2 separate regions of the Rattus norvegicus genome follow, and region 1 is linked to region 2. A link is a contact called in public Hi-C data. All regions are on one chromosome and are shown on one strand. The core of a region is the stretch at or near the end of the contact, and the rest is flanking DNA. Distances in the headings are between cores, read along the strand shown.

Evidence for each region. Hi-C and Micro-C count contacts between places; a contact is called where the count stands out from the background.
Region 1: a contact with region 2 is called in a Hi-C map of kidney, with 3 times the contacts expected there. The contact joins two enhancer-like sites. A contact is called at or near these places in 9 of 12 Hi-C or Micro-C datasets (the A7r5 cell line, Schwann cells, frontal cortex and 5 more) and 1 of 1 datasets of contacts at active chromatin or transcription factors (oligodendrocytes).

What each region holds. Positions count from the first base shown.
Region 1 is chr5:159,793,348-159,800,310 of GRCr8, forward strand. The region is part of intron 1 of Kazn (kazrin, periplakin interacting protein); the gene reads right to left. Among named protein-coding and RNA genes, the nearest start is that of Tmem51, 140 kb to the left of the region's middle. Within about 2 kb of position 4,339, at least 3 of the 93 cell types and tissues checked have an H3K27ac peak or open chromatin away from gene starts, as enhancers often do. A contact at or near this core is called in kidney, where this site is marked.
Region 2 is chr5:159,726,610-159,733,404 of GRCr8, forward strand. Kazn (kazrin, periplakin interacting protein) reads right to left here. Exons shown (of 15, transcript NM_001415945.1): 3 at 1,939-2,075. Among named protein-coding and RNA genes, the nearest start is that of Tmem51, 71 kb to the left of the region's middle. Within about 2 kb of position 3,117, at least 60 of the 93 cell types and tissues checked have an H3K27ac peak or open chromatin away from gene starts, as enhancers often do. A contact at or near this core is called in kidney, where this site is marked.

The DNA.
Region 1 (6,963 bases), core at 3,089-5,588, 68 kb after region 2:
ACACACAAAAAATATAATAAAGTTGATCTTTAAAATGCCCTATTCAAAGGTCCATTTTCAGATTTTTTTTCCCCCTATCTGGGTCAGGTACAGGGCCTAACAAATGACATTTAATGGGTTCCCAGGTGAGTCAGACAGATGGTCCAGTGGTCATGCCTTAGGGAACGGCCTTAGCAAAACAAACACCTTACGTTTTTTATAAGCAATCCGGAACAGGCCATAGAAACACTGGGAGCCCTGATTGCATCTGAATTGACCACCGGTCACAAGTGACTGATTACAAGTTAGTTAAATGTACAGTTCGGTTCTCCAATCCCCACGAGGCTTTGGAAACTTCTGTCAAACATCTGTCCCATGCGCCTGCCTCGGTTTCCCCTATTGAGAACCGAAGTTCCTTCTCTGAAGGGCTGGTTAAAACCGTTTAGGACTTGTGCCTGGGAGAGAAGGAATGTTGCAGGTCAAGAGCTAAAATTATCTCCTATCTCTTTGGTACCTTCACGGGCCATTTATACAACCTGGATCTGACCTCAAGGGCTTGTGACTGTGAGGTAGCATGTTTGCAATGTATTGACTTAGCAGACCCCAGCTTTCACCAACCTCAGCGTATGATAGCAGAGAGCATCTCTGAGTCCTTGCTCTGCTGTCACCTGCCTACTTGATGTCCCCGTGCACGGATTTGGTACTTGCATTGTTGAATCATGACTTTCTTTTGTTCTGTGGCTATAGAAGTTTGTGTGTAAGTTCTTTGGAAATGGAATCCCACTCAGGGCCCCTGGGGTCTTGGGCACTCGCATGTGGCTCAGAATAAACTCTTCCAAAGAGCAGGGTTTTGTATTAACACTATAAAGAGAGGGTCCGTTCTAGAACATTCCCACAGGGCAGACACTTGTAGCCACACCTGAAGAACCACAGGAGAAAAAGCATCCTGTATGGACAGCCTTACGTCGGCGACAGAAGCCAGGGTGAGCTTCTGCTTTTGACAGGGAGCATCCAGAATGCAAGCTTGCCTCTTTCTCAGCTACCAGAGTAGCAGAAGGACCTCAGAGGAGCCCAAGAAAGCCATAGATGGAGCTGCCCTCCTACCTGACTTCGGGACTTTAATGGAACGCTGTGGGAATCTGCCCCACAAAAGGCTGCTCTGGGTCAGTGATTACTCCCAGCTCAGGCCACACTAGAAGCCCACAGGCAGCAAGAATTACCCATGGTGTGTGGGTGGTTATAGAGCCACAAACCCCAGGAATCCATCCCCTGGTGCATTATCTGAAGGGAGACAGAGAGGTCATCCAGGGCAAGGTCCAGCACATAGGCTGGAAGCAAACATGAACAAATTATGGCCCCAGCTTAATGCCCCGAGAAGGCATCACAGGGCCTTGCCTGGTGCCCTGAGTCCTGGAGAACGCCCTGCCTCCCAGTGAAACCCAGGGCACCGTTCTGCCCTAGGCAGATCCTCGGGATAAGGAGGGGACTCAAAGCTAGGCAGTCACAAATAATACACCATGGCCAAGAGGTGATAAGAGACCAAGTTGTCCCCACCCCCTTAAAGAGGCAACTGCACAGCCAAACAGGTGACACAGCCTGCAATCCTGGCACTTGGGAGGTGGCTGCAGAAAGATCGGGAGCCAAAGGTGAGCCTAGGCCACAGGGCAAACCCTTGTTTCAACAAACTAACAACAACGGCTACAACAATCCTCTCCAAGCCTGAAAACCCGAGTTCTGTCCCAGGGACTCATGTGGTTGAAGGCAAAAGCCATTCCCAAAAGGTATCCACAGGCCTTTGCACTTGTCAATAAATAAACAAATGTCAATTTTGAACCTGTAAATGGAAGGATGTCCAGCACCAGCCTGGACCATAGAATTGACTTAAATCGACTCAGCCTGGGGCTCAACACGCAGAGGATCCAAAACAGGGCGTATCTACCCGTCAATACCCAAGTCCCTGACCCCTAAGTGTACAGAGAAAGTTCCCAAGGATATGAAGGAGGCAGTCCTCACGGTGGTCCTCTCCAAGGCAGAGAGGAATGTGAGGTGGCTGAAGGGAACACGGACAGGCGCACGGCTAAACGAGTCTGCTTCCACAGAACCTCAGCACCAGCAACAAAAGTGTCCAAGGGGACGTGGGGCAGGGCGGGTGGAGGCTGGGCTCTGAAAGGCTGGAAAAACAGGCTCCACCGGTGGCTTGGGGGACCAGAAGAACCAAAGAATGGAAGAATCGCAAACAAGAACTGGCTTCCTCTGTCTCCTTAGCACCCAGCCAGGCACTGGCTCTGGACAGCCAGGGACAGCATTTCAACAGAAGGCACTAGAACACTGTGGGCTGCCCTGGGCGGACCCTACGTAGGGGCAACTGAGTGCCCTGTGTCTGTCTTAGCACAGCAGGGGCTCCTGAGCTCACAAGACCAGGAACCCATCCATGTGGTCCTTCTATGGAAAGTCTAAGAACGGAAGCCAGCGCATGGCTGAAAATGGAGGGAGGAGGGGGCTAAACCTAGTCATGAGTTTAACTAGGCTGTGTCCACTACTGACACCCATGGGAGATAGAAAGACTGCTGGTAGTGATATTAGAATTCAGGGAAGCCAGAATGCCCGACCCCGCCCAAAAGGCAAAGGGCAAGTCTTCAAAGTCTGGTCTGTGGAATCCTGTGTCAAAACGCAGGGCTGGAATGTAGCTCAGCCGGTACAATGCTTGCCCAACATGCACAGGGCCATGGGTTGCATCCCCAGGATTGCATAGAGCAACAACAAACACACAACGGTATAGCCAAGAGCCCGTAGTCCTAGGAACTGGGAGGTGGAAGCAGGAGGGTTAGAAGTTCAAGGCTAGCCTACAATAAGAGCCGGTTTCCCAAAGGGGATATATCACAACAACAAAAACACTCGGGGCTTTGAATCTGAGACACTTAGAACCCTCGCTTAGTGGTGTGGGGGTGTGGGAGTGAGTACCAGTGTAGTCTGAGCACTCTACTGTCTCTGTAAGTTTGATGCCAGCCTGATCTACTTAGGAAGTTCCAGGTCAGCCAGGGCTACCTACGGAGACCCTGCCTCAGAAGAAGAAAAGGAGGAGGAGGAGGAAGAGGAGGAATAAGAAGAGAAGAGGAAGAGAAGGAACAAGAGGGCAAAGGGAAGGAGAATTCGTTCATTACTATTATCATTATTAATATTACTATTTATATTAATTATTCAAGGCCATCCTCACCTACAAGGTTACTTCTGGACTTACTATTGTTGTTGTTATTGTCATTATAATTATTCAAGGTCATCCTCAGCTACAAGGTTACTTCTCTACCAGCCTGGGAGAGCCACGGCTAAGAAAAAAACAATACAAACCCTTCATGGTAACCAGCACCCCAGACTACTGTGATCTGTCTCAGCAGTTTCAGACCCCTGGGAAGTCAATGAAGAGGGAGGAAGACTATATCCCAAGGGCCTCATATGACTTTCATTAGAACCCACCTGACCCTGAAAACCAGTAGTCATGGCTTCCGGGCGTCTGTCCCTTTCCAGGCTTCAGCCTCCACACCGCACCACAGAAGAGATTTACTTAGCCCGGCCTTTAGGTTCCCCGCTCAAGGGTCTGCATTCTGGGTTCCTAAACAGCAAAGGCAGGTGGGGACAGAACACTCTCCTAGCACGGATCCACTACTAGTGAAATTCTGGTGGGGTTTGGGGGCGGGGGTTATGGGTGGATTCTCTTAAGGACACAGAGGTAGGAACAGCTCTGGGAACTACAGGCCTGAGAGAACAGCCCGTAGGCCAGCTCAACAGCTCATGCCTGTTATCTTAGCACTACGGAGGCTGAGGCAGGAGGGCTAAGTGTGAGGCTTGACTAGTGTAGTGAGAGAGAGACATCACACATACACACACACACACACACACACACACACACACACACACACACACACACACACACCCCAGAATAAGCCTACAGTCCCAGCACTTGAGAGATAGACGGTAGGAGGTCTAAAAACTCATGGTCATCCTCTGCCATAACCAAGTTCAAGGCCAGCCTGGGCTGCATGAGACCCTGTCTCAGAAAGGAAACAAAGCTAAAATTAAAAACAGAAAGGCAGAAAGGAAAGACCACGGTTTTCCCAGGATCTTGACTTCTGCTGTGGCCCAAACCACCGAGAATGATGGCCTTGCTGTGCAGAAGGCAATCTGGAACAGACGCTTAGTATCCAATAACTTCTTTGGGCCTCAACGGTTTCATCTGTAGGATGGGGAGAATGCCAGCTATCTCCTGGCCATGGGGATCAACAGACCTTAGCGCCTGCATCAGAGCAAAACTTGAATCTTGGCAAATGCCCTAAGGAAAGAACACATTCTTCGCTGTCCTGGGGAAAGGGCACATTCTTCCCTGCTTCAGTGCACAGGGTTTCAAAGTTAGGAGTCTGGTGTCAGGGCTGTGTAGGTAGGTGTGGGAACAAAGCTCCCAGGAGACCCGGCTGTTGTTTGCACCTTCTTTGTCATTCTCTAGGGAGAGCCTTCCGAAGCTTCCACACAATTGAAAGGCATGAAACATTCAATGCCTGCGATAAAGTTACAGCCCAAACTAGCCTGTGCCAACATCCTAATCCAGGCACCTGCGGATCAGCCACCAGGTGCCAGGTGGTGGGTGTTTCCTGGTACACTCCCTCAAATCTAGCATGGACAAGGGGACAGAAACCACACTGCCCTCCCTGGCCCCCTTCTGCACAGCCAGGATTCAGTGTCTCCAGGCCAGGGCTGAGACATCGGGTCTCACATACCTGCAGTTCCCACCTGGCTGGGAATTTCTTCCAGATCAGGGGTTTCTACAGCATCTGCAGGGCCGTGGATATTGGGCAAGAGCTGAGCGGAATCACCCTGAGCAGAGTCCTCCATCTGGCCTCTTTTGAAAGCATCCAAGCAGCAAACGAGAGAAAACCTGAGGTCTCTACCATCACGAAGGCTTGCACAGGGACTGCAGAGGAGGTGGCCCCTGAGAATTGGCGGTGATCCCGACGTCCCCCCTCCCTGGAAGGCACTCATCTGACACATATGACATCCAACGCCTTTACTGAGGGGAAATAACTACACACACGCACATGCACACGCTTGTGCACACCTCCCCAGCCTGGCTCCCCTCTCTAGAGTGTTTAAGCCCTTAGTGACTCACAACACTGGGCTCCTGCGTGATTGCTTTGGCCAGCTTTAACGATGTGCTTGGTTTATCTGCTGGGGCAAAAGCTTGTCCGCTCGCTCGAAAATCCACCTGATCTAACATTTGTGACAACTTACCCTATCATGATGGCAGAGGCGGGGGTGGGAGGGGTGGGTGGGTGGTGTTGGGGATTTAGCTCAGTGGTAGAGTGCTTGCCTAGCAAGCGCAAGGCCCTGGGTTCGGTCCTCAGCTCCAGGGGGTGGGGGAACAAGCTAATCATGATGGCAGAGGCGGACCTCAGGGTGGGAGGTGCCGCTTTCCTTGAGACGATGAATAGAAGCATAAACCCTCCTTCCTGCAGATCGAGTGACAAATGGACCAGGTAACTCAAACTGGAATATTACTGAGAAAATCAAGACTGTTTGCAACCACTGTGGAGATTCTCCAGTGACTCACAAGGGCAAGGCAGCATCCAGTCCTTCCGAGAGACACCTGCTTGACCAAATCCCAATATACACTGGCCTGGTGATGCACCCTGGGGATCCCAGCAACAGGGGGAGGGACGAAAGAGGCAGGGATCCGAGTTCAAGGCTAAGTTTGGCCGCATAGAGAATACTAGGCAAGCCTGAGCTATAGGAGACTACCACACACCAAAAAACAAACAAACAAAAACAAAACAAAAAAAAACCTCAACAGTCCTGACTACAATGATATAGGTGGCATGTCACACACAGCTCCACAGCTCCACACACTGTCACACACAGCTCCACACATGTCAAGCCCTTTTAGACCTCGAGAATTCCCCCGTCTCCTGGTAGCACCAATAGCACCAGGGCCCACAGAAAAACAGGCCAACAATTAGACTCCTGTTCAAGCTTCAACTCAAGTGGGTATAAAAGCACTCCCCACTTTACAGAAGGGAAAACTGAGGCTTGGGACGTTCAGTAACTTATTGGATGGCACACAGCTTGTAAGAAGCAGAATCCAGAAATCCTAACCGGTGTATATTTATGTCTAAACCTGCACTTGCCCTGGCCAAGGATAAGATTCGGTCCAAAGCACTGAACCACTGCAAGGGTCCCTGGGAAAACAATCTTCAAAGTGGTTTATACCTCTGATCACCTGGACAGCCTAGGTCCTGTGACCTCCACCCTGCTCTGCTATATGGGGATAGTAAAGGAAGCCAGTTGATCTTTGTAGGCGGCTGCTAGGAGTGTCCCAGTGCCTGGTGTGGAGGGGAAACGCTATCGTAACCTCTTCCTAGCAGAAGGCCTTTGCAGAGCGGGTAACAGAATGTCTTGCTAAAGCTAGATCGAGGAAGGCTGGTGCTGCTGAAGCCACGCGTGTGGAGAAGGCAGACTTTTTGCTCTTTGTAAGATAAAAATTTAAAAGGAGCTGGGTGATGGCGGCTCACACCTTTAATCCCGAGATAGAAGCAAGCGAATCTCAAGAGTTTGAGGCCAGCCTGGTCCAGGATGGCCAGGGTTGCACAAAGAAAGCCGGTCTTGGAAAACAAACAACCCCTCCCACAAACAAACAAGTTAAAAGGAAAAAAAAACTCTTAGGTTTATTAGTGTCTGCTTCCTCGAGTGTTTTCACAAGGTTTTTCCCTTTCTCCAAGATTGAGGTCAACCAGCGCACTCCTAGGAGGAGCTACCGACTGCCTGTGTGACCTTGGGCAAGTCCCTCAACTTTTCCAAGCACCAGGGTTCCTTGGCAGCCACACCTATTCCAGGTTATTCTGAGAACAATTTAAGACAAGCTTTCTTGTTTAGTTTATGCAGAGAAGGGCTCAAGGGAACAGGTGCCCCAGGGTACACTAACTGGATACTAAGCCCTGACAG
Region 2 (6,795 bases), core at 1,867-4,366:
TCTGAACACCACAAAAAACAAATAATTGGTCTTGGTCAGCCACCAGACCCTTGAGCATCTTAGTCTTGATGTCTGCTAAAAGGACCTGGGCAGCCCCATTGACGGTGCCTCGGAGGCCATTCAGATGCCACCCCCCCCCCCCCCCCCCCCCCCCGCCTAACCTGAATGCATACAGACAGCAGCAGGGGACACAGAGTAGGCAGGTGACAACTGTAGTTGCTGCTAAGAGAGTCACCTGCAGCGAGTGTGAGGATCGTGTCAATTCCAATCTAGCCTCGGCCAACCGGCCTCTAACTGCAGCTCAGAGGTGGCCTCCTTGACTGGGTCCATCACGCTGTCTGCCACCACTGCTATTGAAGTCACTCGGACTTCCTGTTCCCAAAGCCACAGGCCGAACTGTTAGGTTTGAGTCCGGAATGTCTCTCAGAGGCTCACATTTTGCGTGCTTGTCCCCTGCCTGGGGGCACTCTGTGGGGAGTGTGAAGCCTTCGGGAAGTAGGGCCTGGCTGGCAGAAGTAGGTAGGGTCCTGGAGGTAAGCCTCTGAGGGCTTTATTGCTGCTGTGGCCCCAGCCATTGCTCTCTGCTTCCCTTACATTTCCCTCCAGCCTTTGTGCTCTTCTTTCCGGCTGGTCATGTGAGCACCTCCATGATGGTCTGAAACCGTAAGCCCAAATAAATCCTTCTTCCCTCAAATTGTCAGGCATCGTAGACCCAGTGACACGCAGGGGACACGCACATGAAAGAATGTTTCTACTTCAGGTCCATGTGCACAACGGAGTGGCAGCCCTGCCCACACAGCCTATGGAGGACAGAGGTCAACTCATAGAAGCCACTTCTCCCCTCCCATCATGCGAGTCCCGGGAATTGAACTCAGGTCATCAGGCTTGGCGGCAAGTGCCTTTACACACCGAGCCATCTTGCTCGCCCAGTCTTTCTGACCTGCACAACGTTGGGTGAAACACCTTCTCAATTGTGGCTCGTGAGCAAAGACCCCCTGACTGGGGCGGGAGGTATATACCCTGCACACTCTATACAGAGTCTCACTGACCAAATCTCTCATGTAATTAGAAACTCCTCCTCTCCCACAGAGCCCGGGGGCGGTGTCAACCCAACAGGAAATGGGTCTCTAGGTGGCTCCGTGAGGGAGTTTCTAGATGAGGTTCACTGAGGCGGAAAGTCCCACCCGGTGGCGCCATCCTAAATGCTAGAGGTCCAAACCGAATAAGGAGACCACGAGTTAAGCATCCATCGCTCTCCGCTTCCTGACTGCAGATGCGATGTGGCTGGCCACCTCACATCTCTTCCGCCACAACGGATCGTGTCTTCCAACTCTTACCCAAAACAAACCCCTTCCCCATGAAATTGCTTTTGACAGCCGTCAAAGCAAGAGAAGAGTTTCATCATGAGAAGGGTAATACAGAGCCCAACTCTTGTGACGCCTGTTCCATGATGCCCTTGGAGAGCCCTCTGGGCATGCGGACAGACCGCCCTGCTGTCACCCACTGCTGCTCGAAACTCCGCCTACTTCAATTATGTGGTTATTGAGATGCAAGGCTCCTCCTGCTCGGTACTCAGTATCTTGGTCCTCACAATAGCTTTGCACCTTCCACAGAAGGGGAAACTGAGGCTCTAGGGTGAGTGGGAGGTCCAAGGGTATACCCAGAGGAGGAAGGATTTGTGAAGCAGCTAGATTCCCGAGTCTACACTGTCCACCTAGGGACACAGGGCCCAACCAGGAGCTGGCCTGGATTTCTTGGATTGTTCAGATTAGATGAAGACAGCAGAGCTGCCAAGGGTGCTCTGGGATTCAAGGCCGAGGCCACGCTTGCTTAAGTGTGGAGACGAGATCGTGTGTGTCTGAGAGGGGAGGGCGGGAGAAAGGGACAGGAGAGGGAAGGGTGTGGGAGAGGAGGGCAGGGGTCCAGAGGGACACCGACCTTGCGGTGTTGTTCATAGTTGCGGATGAAGTCTCGCAACTGCTCCTCGCGGCTCTCCAGCGTGGCGTACAACTGCTGCATCTGGCTCACCAGGTCGGTCTTCTCGCCCTTTAAGCGCTTCCGGTCAGCTTTCATGGCTGTGGACAGGGCAGAGGATTAATTAGCTCCTGATACCCTAGCTGTTCCTCTGGGTGTTTTCTGTCCAGATGAGAAATGGGGTTCACCCGGTACAGTGTCTCTCCTGGAACCCCATCCATACCACTGCAGGGACCCATGCTTGCTGTGTGAACAGCTCCTTTTTTATCTCTCTGATTTGGCTGTGTGCATGGAAGCCCTGCTGGGCTGCAGGGCTAGCCTCAGAGGGGTCATACATGGGGAGCTCCTGATGCTGTAACTGAAATGGCGCCAGGATCACCGTCCCCCCTGAGCCCACAGAACAGCTCAGTCCCATCCAAGACTCTCTCTCATAAGGCCCACTTGATTATTAACATGTAGGGCTCAATGACATGCGAGACAAGACACAAATGATACGGGCCACGCACGGGATAAACTGGACTCTGTCGAATTAAAAACTCTGTGCTTCACAGGGAGACACGGAGAACAAGAAAAGACAGCTCGCAGAAGGGAGAGAATATTTCAAGTCCCTTATTGAGGAGGAGACATTTAGAATGTAAAAAAAATAAATTCCAGGCCAGCAAGACAGCTCAGCTGGTAGATGTGCCCATCGTCAAACCTGACAATCTTGAGTTCAATCACCAAGAACCCCTCGAAAGAAAAGCCTACTCCTATTAGCGGTCCTCTGACCTCCACATGTGTCCTGTGATGTGAACTTGGTGTATGTACACACGTGTACACACACACACACACACACACACACACACACACACACACGGTCAATAAAAATTTTAAAAATAAAATCTAAGTCAATAATAAAAAGACAACTGTTGGGGCTAGAGAGATTGCTCTGTGGTTAAGATCTCTTGCTGCTCTCGGAGAGGACCGGAGATCACTTCTCAGTATCCGCCAGGCAGCTCACAACTGTTTGTAATTCCGGTTGCAGGTGGGGCATCTGAGGCCACGCAGCTGCACTCAGAGAGCCACAGGGAACCCTGCACGGTGGGGACTCCAGGACTAGTCAGCATTCAAAATTCCAGCTTTGAGCCTCCCAATGAACCTGGCTGACTCTGTCCTCTTGGCAGCTAGCTTGGCAGCACAGCGGCTGAGGTCACGAGGGCTAGGCTTCCAGACCTACTGAGCCGAGAGCTTTCAGGGTGGAGCTAAGGACAAAGCCACGCCAGCTCTCCAACCTGGTGCAGCCCGTTACCAGGGAACCTGGCTTTAAGGAACTCCAGGGAACCTGGCTTTAAGGAACTCCAGGGAACCTGGCTTTAAGGAACTCCGACATATAGGAAGGCAAAACCACCGAGTGAGTGAAGGTGCTTGCCATCCTGCCTGACGACTCGAGTTTGAACCCTGAGGCACACACGGAGGGGGAAGAACTGACTCCTGCGAGTTGTCCTCCGATTCCTTGCACACACACTATAAAGAAAAGACAACCAACCAACCATCCAACCAAAAGAAACTCCAGGACCCAACAAAGATCCAAGATCCAGTCTGCAAGCCCTGTACAAGCAAGCCTGGGTCAGCACCACACATCACTGGCATTTCAGATGCACTTTTATAGAGGTGGGTGGGCGGGTCCTCTTATCCCACCCCAGAGGGGACGCTCTGGCCATACAACCAGTTAGTGGCATAGCTGGGGTGCACCAGGGTTGATGGTCTGGCTTACAGACTTGTTGTTTTAAAATTATAAAAAATGAAAAGCTGTCTTTTACCCCCATTAGTTCCTGCACTGCAGTGACCCAAGATATCTGGTAGATATGTCGCCCGAAATACACATCCCAACTCTGCGGTGGCCCAGTGTCTCTGCTGCCACCACATACTCTCTCAAATTCTCCACAAGAAAGAACACACAACACAATGACCTCTGTCCTAATTGATAAGATATAATTGCCCACCTAAGCATACAAAGCCCTGTACACAGCCATCCCTTAATTACATTCATAACAACCTGTAAATGTACAGAGTGGAATCCTAACGTCAGGCTCCATGTTCTCTCCTCGGCTACTCTGCCGTCTCCTCCAGTTTTCCGTCCTTTCTATTCCAGTCTCCTCCTCTTCCCTTAGACTTTTCTCCTGCCCATCCTTCCTTCTTGTCCAATGATAGGCTTTGTTCTATCCTGTACCTACCCTCATCTGTATGACTCCTACACAGATTGGTAGGTGTAACGGAGATAAACGTCCTTGAGGACTTGGTTGGTGCCCCCAACCCTTGCCACCATTGCCCTTGTGGTTAGAAACTGAACCTCTAGGATTCTGATTTGTCGTACCGTAAGTCTTAACCAGTGAGAACCGGTTTTTGCTCTCAGCTGCTTGGAGATTCACCAGCATCAGGAGGCCTTGATTCAGGACAGCATGCCCCAGTGTTTGAGGGGCTCCCATGATGAGGTACAACCCAAGCCATTCCCAACTCACAGGACGTGGGTGCCTGCTCAACGTGGGTGCCCTGACCAACTCCAGCTGCACCCCACTAGGCTTCCGACCTAGAATCTAAGAAAGCTCTGGGAGTGAAGGCCATGTTTAAGTCAACCTAACCTCCTTGTATTAACTCCTGTTCAATGGCTACGGTGGAATGCTCTTACAAAAGAGACTTAGGAAAGAAAGTGCTCCTTCTGCTATGGTTCCAGAGGACAGAGACCATCATGGCGAGTTGGCATGGAAACAGGCGGAGAAAGCACGGCTGCAGGAACCTGATCCCATTCACCCACACTACGGGGATCGAGAGTGGAAGAACCTGAGTAGGGGGAGGTGGGTACGGAGGGAGGGAACAGGAAGTGGAAGTGATCAAGGTTATGAATCCTTAAGGTCCATCCCCAGTGACATACTTCCATCAGCAAGGTGCTACCCCATAAAGGTTCTCGAACAGCGCCACCAAGTGGGCACTGAGTGTACAAGTACATGAGCCTGTGGGGGACATTTCTCATTCAAACCACCAGATGCCACTGAGACTGTAAACATAGAGACCAATGTCCAACCAACACAAGGGTTTCTAACACACACACACACACACACACACACACACACACACACACACACACACACAGAGAGAGAGAGAGAGAGAGAGAGAGAGAGAGAGCGAGCGCGAGAGAGAGAGCGCAAGAGCGCACTAAGATTGTGATACTATGGATCTGTCATCTGCCACAAAAGTCCCCCACTGGGGTTGGGGATTTAGCTCAGTTGAGGATTTAGCCTAGGCAAGCGCAAGGCCCTGGGTTCGGTCCCCAGCTCCGAAAAAAAAGAAAAGAAAAAAAAAAGTCCCCCACTGAAGGAAACTGACAGAGAGCCCCTGGAACGCTATACCAGCTCAAGGTAAAGAAGTGGGCATAACACCCAGCAAGGCAGCAGACTGCAAAGTGGCCAGACCGGAGGTGGGTACTGAGACACTCACCTCAACAAGCAATCCTCCACCCCGGGTGCATGAGAAGTCATTTAAATCTACACACATAGCCCCGAGGAGATGGCAGAGCCCTTCCTCCCTTGCCTTGCTCCCTAACTACAACAGATGCTTTCTCTTTCTCTCCGGGTAAGCCGCAGGTGTGAGGCTTGCCTCTCCGGGGTGAGTCTCTTGAGGTGGCAGCCAGCCAGTGCTCTGTCTGCATTCCCACAAACTGGCTTCACCCAGGCAGGTCTCATTCCAGCAACCAGGTCACTGGAACCACTGCTAGTGCGATGGTGACGGGTGTTGTCATAGTCTTTGGCTTTGTAGGGTCATGGTGTGTGCAGAGGGACTTTAAGCTCCAGGAGATGTGGGCCAAGTCACCCCAAATTCTGAGCTTTCACTTTATTGGGTACTACGGCGCTTCTGGGGCTGGAGAGATGGCTTGGCAGCTAAGGGTACAAGCTGGTGTTGCAAAGGACCAGAGCTTAGTTTTCAGCACCCATCTAAGGCAGTACCTGCACCCATGTGCGCATATGATATACGTAACGCGCAAGTAAAAATGAAGTCATTTAAAGAAAATCAGCCCTTTGGGCTGGAGAGATGGCTCTGCGGTTAAGAGCACCCGACTGTTCTTCCAGAGGTCATGAGTTCAATTCCCAGCAACCACATGGTGGCTCACAACCATCTGTAATGGGGATCCGATGTCCTCTTCTGGTGTGTCTGAAGACAGCTGTAGTGTGCTCACATATGTTAATGAATAAATAAAAATGTATATTTAAAAAAAAAAGAAAAGAAAAGAAAACCAGCCCCAATCCAAACATCTAATGATTCCTGAACTATGACACTAGGGGGGTGTCAGGCGCCATGCTAAGGCCCTGTGGGTTCTTGTCACTTGTCAACTGCTATGTGAAGTCCTCATACATTACAGAATCTCCATGCATTAATTGTCAAAACCTATCCAGCCCCAGCACCGAACTTCCTGTCCCCTTGGTTCTAAGTCTCAAACCAGGTCCCATAGCACACTGGGGGGAACACGCTATCCATATCTGCTCTTCTGGCCCTTGGGCTCTGGGTGGGGCTGAAGCTGGTTGAGCTGTTTTGGGATGGAACCCCCTGGCTTCAGGCATGTGCTCTATCACTGAGGTAAGGCCCAGCGGAACCTGTTTCATGGAGGAGGAAATTGAGGCCCCAGTGTTAAAAATTATGGGAGGCAGGGGAGGAGAGAGAGAGGGAGGGAGGGGGAGGGACAGAGGGAAAGAGGGAGGAGGAGGAAAGACAGAGGGAAAGAGGGGGAGGAGAGGGATGGGGAGAAAGAGGAAGGGAGGGGGAGAGACTGAGGGAAAGAGAGAGGGAAAGAGG